Regions from separate parts of the Mus musculus genome. Here all the other regions are linked to region 3. The links are chromatin contacts, called in public Hi-C and Micro-C maps. All regions are on one chromosome and are shown on one strand. The core of a region is the stretch at or near the end of the contact, and the rest is flanking DNA. Distances in the headings are between cores, read along the strand shown. Region 1 overlaps Gm36447 (a long non-coding RNA gene). Region 2 has its middle 40 kb from the start of Kl. Region 3 holds the start of Pds5b (PDS5 cohesin associated factor B).

Region 1 (2,700 bases), core at 169-2,668, 170 kb after region 3:
ACAGCCTAGAAGCCCCACAGTGTCCACCACACACCAGCAGCTGAGAAAAGGGCAGAGTGTCCCCAGCCTGACAGCCTGTACCAACTATTTGCCTGGAGACAATCACAGTAACCGAGCCACCTGGAAGGCAGGAAATGGAGCTGGGAAAGAAAATAAGCTCTTTTTCAAAAAAGTATTTAAAAGGAAGTGGCCAAGTAATGCTCCAGGCCCCATATGAGCTGTACTCTTTGAGACTTCATCTGTTTTCCTGGTGTTGTTGATTCAGTGTCACATAGTAGGCACTCTTGTCACACAGTAGCACTTTAGGAAAGATCTGTGGATAAACTCCTAAGGACAAATTATAGCCACACACCTTAAGGGGCGTATGGCTCCTCCAGAAGGCCTTCTCCAAGGCAGGATTTGATTCTCTGGGCCTGTGGTGGGTCTTAAAAGTCTGCACTTCAGGTATATTTCCGTGATCATTTTATGCAAACTTCTGAGCCCTGTCTACCCTGTGTAGTTCAAGTCCAGGTTTTGCAGGGCACATACCATAGGCACGTGGGGGGCAGAGCTTGGCCACAGGGATGGCTCCCGTCCTAGAGACAGATTTGAGTGCACCAGGGTCCTGGGTATTAAGAGAAAAGGGGAGACTGAGGTCTAATCCCCAGTCCCAGCTTTTCCGGTTTGGATTTTCTTTCTCTTCTATGACACAGTCTTACTAATGAAGGTTGTAAGCCACTTGGAATCAAGTAGTTGCCCTGGGGTCCAGAGTTACTACAAATGAGCAGTTAACTGGGGTTCTGGCTCTTTGCCAGTTTTTCTTGCTGTCCCTCCCAGCAGTGCATTATGCAAAGGTCCTTAGAGAGCTCCAGGCTGCCAGTGCTGGGGACTGTCCTATGGCAGTCCCTCCAGCTTGCTCCTCCCTCCTTCCTTATCTGCATGTTCTCAGACTTCACCCCTGCAGCAAATCACTTTCTTTTCCTCAGGAGAAGTCTGTCCCTTGGTGGGTGTGGTTCTTTTTAGGGGCTAGGGGCCAGAAAAAGGCAGGAAGCTTGCCCCCCGCCCCCCCCCCCCTCCGCGCAGTTGGTGTTCTGGCAACTTCCCTTCCAGAAGCTTTGTGAGCAAATCTGAGCTCAGGCGCCTGATGTGGTTGACCTCTGGGGCGGGCTTTAAAAGCTGCCATGATTTTGTTGAGTCTCATCTGGTTCGATTTGGAAAGATTTATCCCAGAATGATTTGAGTACCTTCCGATGCCTCCTTCCAATGAAGGAATCGCTTGGCCATTGAGAAAATGTACTACCCGCTCTTCGAAGGCATTTGTGTCTAAGAGCTAAAGACCAGAAGACGCAGTGTACTTCAAAGGCAGGGTTGCAGCTCTGGTGATCTGCTGTACCCTGTGTTTCAGCTGCTTCCGCTGCCCGAGGGGAAGCTCGCCTTCTACAGGGGAAGCTCGCCGTCTATAGACACAGTCCTCCTGCACAGGGTCCCATGGAGGCCCCACAGGAGTACAAGGAAGCTCTCTAAAGCCAAGAGGTTTGCAGCATCTGACTGTGTGACGTGGCTTGGAGACAAACCAGAGCCACATCAAAAGCTCGGGGACCCAAGGCCAGAACTACACATTGACAAGAGTAAACAAACAGACCAGCCTTCAGAGTTATACCACCCTAGCTTCCCACGGGAGGCTGCCTCTCCAGTCTATGCAGTTTTTACTTCCATCTCTTCTGCTTTTCGGCCTCAAGAAAGTTATTTATGAATTTGTCTTCACTCCCTAAGTTACACATTTCTTCAAGACTCTGTTGGCCCTGTTCAACTTAGGAAGCCTTGCGCATGGGCTGGGATGTGTGTGTGTGTGTATACATACATACATACACACACACACATATATATATATATATATAGTTGTTGTTTGTTTTCTTTTCTATCCAACTTGACACAGACTTAGACATGCCTAGCAAGAAGGAATCTCAATTGAGGAACTATATCCATCAGATTAGTCTGTGGACATGTGCGGAGCACTTTCTTGTTAATTAATATAGGAAGGCCCAGCCCACCAGGGCAAGTGGACCCTGACTGAGAAAGTCAGGAAGCAGAGTTCCTCTGAGGAGACTTGGAGGTAAGTGTGATGGCACTTGGTGTGGACAATCTCTAGCTGACCCTTCAGATGAGGACTGACTGATTCCTCAACCACAACCTGGTGGAAGACAGAAAGAAGCAGGCTACTGTAAGTTCCTGCTTCCTGACTTGTAGAAACTGTGAAGAAGGAAATAGTTGTTCTAAGTCACTGGATTTTAGGATAAATTTTTACATAGCTGCAGAAGAGTAACACATACCTAGTGATTCTTACTGATGGGATGGGATACCCAGACTGCAGCCAGCCAGCTCCTCTCTATGATTTTCCTGGTCCGATGTTCTCTACTGAATCCCCAAGACTTCCTGTCTTCTTGTTACCAGCACTTAGATACATGCTGTATGGGTTCCCTGCATTTTAAAGTAAGTTAGGATTTAGATACTGATAAAGGAAATAGATTTATTTATAGTTCAGTAGAGAAGAGCCAAGCCTAACTTCCTCCCCACAGTGCCTGAGGCTACCTTATTATTTATTAGAGCCCAAGACCAGGGCTAGAGCATATTTAAATTATACTGTGAGACAGGCTTATCAGTCCTTTTCGGCGGCATGGGGACCTGGGCCCCAGTTACCTTTAAAGATTTATTTATTTATTT
Region 2 (2,700 bases), core at 176-2,675, 240 kb after region 3:
CTCTTCTCTTCTCTTTTCTTTTTTTTTTGGTTTTTTGAGACAGGGTTTCTCCGTGTAGCCCTGGCTGTCCTGGAACTCACTCTGTAGACCAGGCTGGCCTCGAACTCAGAAATCTGCCTGCTCCCAAGTGCTGGGATTAAAGGCGTACACCACCACCACCCGGCTGTGTCTGCATTCTGCATTTCTTAACTCATCTGTTGATGGACTGTTATCCTGGCTGTTGAGAACAAAGCTTCAATAAATATGGGAGTGAAACTGCCCTTTGATGTACTGAGTTATTTTCCTTTGGGACTGGGAATTGCTGGATCACATGGAAATTTGTTCTTCATATTCTTGGTGACTGCACTGGTTTCCATAATGACAGGACTAATATTAAGTCATGGTTTGAAGACAGCAGTCATCTTAGAGGTGTGTGGCCCTAGCACCCTTCCCTTCCTCATGTGTAGCCCTAGGAAAGCAAACAAATAGTACAGGCTTCCCTATATTAGAAAGACCACAGCTGGGCTGGAGAGATGGCTCAGTGGTTAAGAGCATTAACTGCTCTTCCAAAGGTCCTAAGTTCAAATCCCAGCAACCACATGGTGGCTCACAACCATCTGTAATGAGATCTGATGCCCTCTTCTGGTGTGTCTGAAGACAGCTACAGTGTATTTACATATAATAAATAAATCTTAAAAAAAAAAAAAGAAAAAAAAAAGACCATGGTTGTGTACTCTCTCACCTCCACAAGCCATGAGGATCAAAGGAGACAAACTGGGAAGACATGCTGGCAACTCAGTCACTCTGTGAATGTTTGCTGTTCTCTCAGATTGGACCTTACTCTGTATCTATCAAATTTGATATCTCCAGCAAGCCTAGTGAGTGTGGTTTGTCACTTAAGAACAGACTTAATTGGGGGGGGGGCTAAATCTGGGAGTGTTAGTACTAAACATGTCTCTATGTGACTGTCTCACCAGGTCCAGGAATAATTACAAGTTTAGGGGTTGAGATTTACTTGCATAGAGAGGGTAGGGATAGGGTGGGAAGGGTAAGAGGTTAGAAGGAAGGCAAAGGGTCACATGATGTCAAGTGCTGGAGAACACTGGGCAGTGTTCAGTGTGGATGGAGAGGAAGAAGTCAGGGGAATCACAGCACCCCATTCACAGCTGAGCATCAGCTGGGTCCCGTGTCTGTGCTTGAGAGAGAGTCAGTAGTCAGTAGTCCTGGTGATAGGAGATGAGCTGCAGACAGAGGTGAGATACTCCCTGGCTGGCTCTCCTGCCTGAGTGCTCTCTGCACTTGCAGCCTCACGACTTTCCCTTGTACTCTTGCACATGGCCATGGTAAAGGTTAACTGTGACCACCTGTCAAAGCCTGTTATATGTAGTTCCTCTCAGCCAGGCCTTATGTGAAGCCTGGGTGACTGCAGGAGGCAAAGCAGACATGGCCCCTGGACTCTTGGCACTCAGTGTCTGTGGGGGAGGTACACATGAAGACACAAGGAAATGCATACCCTAGAGCCAGGACACGTTGTGGAGGAGATGCCTGGAATCCTTGAGAGTTTAGAGACAGGTCTGCACACTGAAGGTGTGTGAAATAAAAATAAACAAACACACAAGAGCGGTACATTAAATTAAAAAAAAAATCTTGGCAAATACAAAGTGACTAGTTCTCACAGCAAGATCAAGTCTTGCTTTTAACTGAAGATGTTGGGGTTTTATTGTTTTAACAAATATGTGTGTTTTCCTCTTTCCGAGTTTGGAAAAACAATCAAGCAGACATCCCACAAAGTGCAGCCCTGGAAAACCTCGCCATCTGGACTGTCTGCTGGAAAAAACAGAAAGGTCACCCAGTGTGACTTGTCGAGCTTCACTAATTCCTGGAATTCCGTAGTCATTTCTCCAAATTAATTTTTAACTTCTTTCAGTGTGTCGCTTAAAATAAAATTTTTATCTCACTAAGGGGGGAAAAACAGTGGGAGGGGAAAAAGGATGGAGGGGTTGACTTAACCTTTAAGTGTTAGCAGCACACAGAATTCAAAGTGCTTTACATAAATCAGAATCAGGGAAAAGCCAGGTGAGGTAGTGCATTACCATAGTCCCAGCTACTCAGGAGACTGAGCAGGAAAACCCACCCCAGTTTCAAGGCCAGCCTGCGCTACAGAGTGAGTTTAATGCTAGTCCAGGCTCTGCAGAGAGTTACTTTGTAACGGACTATAGAAATGATCCCTGAAAGTATAGTCTTGAGAGTTATTTTGTATATTCCTCTTATCTTTTTTTTTTTTTTTTTTTTTTTTTTTTTTTTGGTTTTTTTCGAGACAGGGTTTCTCTGTATAGCCCTGGCTGTCCTGGAACTCACTTTGTAGACCAGGCTGGCCTCGAACTCAGATTCACCTGCCTCTGCCTCCCGAGTGCTGGGATTAAAGGCGTGCACCACCACGCCCGGCCTTATTCCTCTTATCTTAGTATCTCCCAGAATTCCATGCCCCCTTAACTACAGGTAAAAGTGAGACTTATCTACAGTAAAGCTACAGTGTGAAGCTCCTGGGCTGTCTTTGTCAACTTCTTCTCCACTCACATCATATTTGTTAATGAAACCTTTAGTGTTTATTCATTTATTTTATGTGTACAGATGCTTTTTGTTCTCTGGCATTTATATATGTGCACCATATCCATACAGTGTCCATTGGGGCCAGGCAAGGGTGTCAGATCCTATGAAACT
Region 3 (2,700 bases), core at 59-2,558:
CCAATCGCTTCCTCACCCCGTTAAGGGGGGTTCTTGAGCAGTGGGATGAACACTGGATCCCTAGGTCCACCAACCGGTGAGGAGCCATGTAGACATTAATAATCTTTCATTTACACAGCACATAATCTGTGCTGCACCACAGGGTTTAAAACATCGCACAAGAGGTGGAATACACCTTTAATTCTAGCACTTGGGAGGCAGAGGCATAGAGGCAGAGGCAGGTGGGTCTCTGTGAGCTCCAGACCCAGACAGAGCTACATAGTGAGACCCTATCTAACAAAACAAGACAAAACAACAAAAAAAGCCAGGAGTGGTGGCACATACCTTTAGTCCCAGCATTGGGAAGGCAGTGGCTGGAGGATGGAGCCTAGCCTGGGTTATATAGTGATTTCTAGGCCAGTCAGGGCTGCATAGTGAGAGCGTATTCTCAAATAAAATAATACACATTTATTTTTTATTTTATGTGTATGAGTACACTATAGCTATACAGATGGCTGTGAGCCTTCATGTGGTTGTTGGGGAATTGAACTTAGGACCTCTACTCACTCCAGTTGGCACCCTCTCGCTCCAGAAGATGGTGGGTGTCAGATCTCATTATGGGTGGTTGTGATCCACCATGTGGTTGCTGGGGTTTGAACTCAGGACCTTCGGAAGAGCAATCGGTGCTCTAACCCGTTGAACCATCTCGCCGTCCCCCTCCTTTTTTTTTTTTTAGAAATTAAAAAAAAAAAAAAAGGCCGGGCGTAGGGAAAATGCCAGTACTAAGGAGGCAGAAGCAGAGGCAGGCAGATCTCTGAACTCGAGGGCAGCCTGGTCTACATGGTAAGATCATGTGTAGCCTGGTGTACACAGTGAGCTCCACAGGCCAGCTAGGGCGGCAAAGGAAAGAAAAAGGAAAGAAAAAAAAAAAAGCCTCATCCAAAAAAGGAAAGAAAAAAAAAAGCCAAAGCCAGCGGAGTTCAGCTATCTACAGATTTCCCGCCAAAGCCTGGGAGGCTGAGTCCAAGCTGAGAGAACGCACTGACAGCTGCCCATCACTCTGCTGCCAAGGAGACAGAGGAGGCCGCGCCAGCAGGGCGGAGCCTGCGCGTGCGCGCCCCCGGGTGTGTGGGGCGGAGCCCGGAGCGCGGGCTGAGGAGCGCGTGCGCACGCGCCTGAGCGAGAAGCCGTGCGGCCGGTAGGGGGCGCTGAGAACCCACGCGGCGCTCTGCCTGCCCCCCAGGCGCTGTCCGCCGCGGTTCGATTGGAGCAGCCGCGGAGCTGCTCTTGGCGCCATTTTGAAGCGGAGAGGCGGAGGAACGGCCTGGACTGGCTGCGGAAGGGGAGGGGGGGCGGGAGGAGGCGATTGGATGCGGCGGCGGCGGCGGCGGCGGCGAGGGCGGCGGATCCCCGAGATCGGAGGAGCGCGAGGAGTGTAGGAGCCGGGCGACCGGAGGTAGGAGCGACTCGGGTAACGGAAAGGGAGCGCCTCTTCATCGCCTCAGCGCCCCACGCTCCATTTTTCTAGCGGGGCGTGCGCGCGTGGAGCCGTCGCCCGCTGAGCCTCGCGTGTCCCGGTGTCCCAGCGGGGCTGCGGTGGGGCCGGGGGCGGGGAGGCCGCGGGCCGCGGCTGGCGCCGGCCCGGAGTGACCTTTGCGGGGGCCGCGGCCGCGCCCCTCCCCCTCCCCTCTCCTCCCCCTGGAGAGAAGCCCCCCGCGCCGCTTCCCCCTTCCGGCTGCCTGCGGGCCCGGCGCGAGGGGAGGCGCGCCGCACTGCTCGGGAGTCGGGGAAGAGCCGGGAGCCGGCCGAGAGAGCGAGAGCGAGAGAGAGAGAGAGAGAGAAAGAGGAGAGAGTCAGAGAGAGTCAGAGAGAGAGAGAGAGAGAGAGAGAGAGAGTCCTCGGGCGACCGCGGGTGCAGCCCCACGGCGGTACGGACAGTGTGCGGTGCGGGCTCGCCCGCCCGCCTCTGCACCGTTATTCCACTGACACTCTAAAAGTTTGCGGTCCGGGAGAAGCCCTGGCGGCGGCGGCGTTGGTGTTGGCGGCGTTGGCGGCGGCTGTGGCTGTGGGTCTGCTTTTTGTTTTGTTTCGGTTTTTGCTCTGTACGTTGAAGAGCAAATGTGATGTTTGCACATAGGAGCAGGCATGTAGCATGCAGCCGACAGGTGTTTGCAGGGTCGACGGAACCCCGAAATTCAGCACCTGCTCTTCAGCGCTGCATGCTATTCCAGTACGAACTCCCGAGGGGTTTGAAAGAAGAGTGATTCGTTCGCTCCATCCTCAGGAACCCTACCAAGATTTAAAAGCCCCCCCCCCCCCCCATATTTTTGATTTCAAAGAATGCTCCTTTGATACTAGAGTTAGGAACTGATGGGTGGCTGTAATCGCTCCAAGGAGCGGTCTCTCTGTTGAATACTTGTTGAAGCTTTGGAAGTATTGTTTCATTTTTGAAGGTTGGTCTGAGGTCCTGAGAGAGTTGGGGAGGCCTGTGGACTTCAACGAAATAACCTTTTAAAAGCCAGGTGTATGTAGTGTAGGAGGTGGGCTGTAGCTAACTTATGATGACTGAAGTGGAGAAGGGCAATTTAAGCATTGTTCTCAGCACATGTAGTTAACAGTTCCACGAGGGGGTGTTTTCTGTGTTAACTTTTGTGAAAGTCAACTAAGTTGGCACAAGCGCGGGTTTCAGAGGCTATCTCTTGGCTGTGCACTAGACATGTC

Evidence for each region. A called contact is a pair of places that touch in the nucleus more often than the background predicts.
Region 1: a contact with region 3 is called in a Micro-C map of embryonic stem cells, with 2.6 times the contacts expected there. The contact joins the enhancer-like site here to the promoter of Pds5b in region 3. A contact is called at or near these places in 3 of 484 Hi-C or Micro-C datasets (the N1E-115 cell line, embryonic stem cells and trophoblast stem cells) and 1 of 9 other capture datasets (pancreatic islet).
Region 2: a Hi-C map of nephron progenitors shows a contact between it and region 3, with 3 times the contacts expected there. The contact joins the enhancer-like site here to the promoter of Pds5b in region 3. A contact is called at or near these places in 3 of 39 promoter capture datasets (embryonic stem cells, hippocampal neurons and stem cell-derived epiblast-like cells), 1 of 15 datasets of contacts at CTCF or cohesin (embryonic stem cells), 9 of 484 Hi-C or Micro-C datasets (the Ba/F3 cell line, the HL-1 cell line, the N1E-115 cell line and 4 more) and 2 of 115 datasets of contacts at active chromatin or transcription factors (embryonic stem cells and stem cell-derived neural progenitor cells).

What each region holds. Positions count from the first base shown.
Region 1 is chr5:150,839,348-150,842,047 of GRCm38.p6, forward strand. All of the region lies in intron 1 of Gm36447 (a long non-coding RNA gene), which reads left to right. Among named protein-coding and RNA genes, the nearest start is that of Gm36447, 26 kb to the left of the region's middle. Within about 2 kb of position 1,419, at least 117 of the 459 cell types and tissues checked have an H3K27ac peak or open chromatin away from gene starts, as enhancers often do. A contact at or near this core is called in the N1E-115 cell line, embryonic stem cells and trophoblast stem cells, where this site is marked.
Region 2 is chr5:150,910,991-150,913,690 of GRCm38.p6, forward strand. No RefSeq gene overlaps it. Among named protein-coding and RNA genes, the nearest start is that of Kl, 40 kb to the right of the region's middle. Within about 2 kb of position 1,426, at least 28 of the 459 cell types and tissues checked have an H3K27ac peak or open chromatin away from gene starts, as enhancers often do. A contact at or near this core is called in liver and nephron progenitors, where this site is marked.
Region 3 is chr5:150,672,519-150,675,218 of GRCm38.p6, forward strand. It overlaps Pds5b (PDS5 cohesin associated factor B), which reads left to right and starts at 1,309. Exons shown (of 35, transcript NM_175310.6): 1 at 1,309-1,435. It overlaps Gm40353, which reads left to right. Exons shown (of 6, transcript XM_017321266.1): 2 at 1,223-1,450; 3 at 1,508-2,044.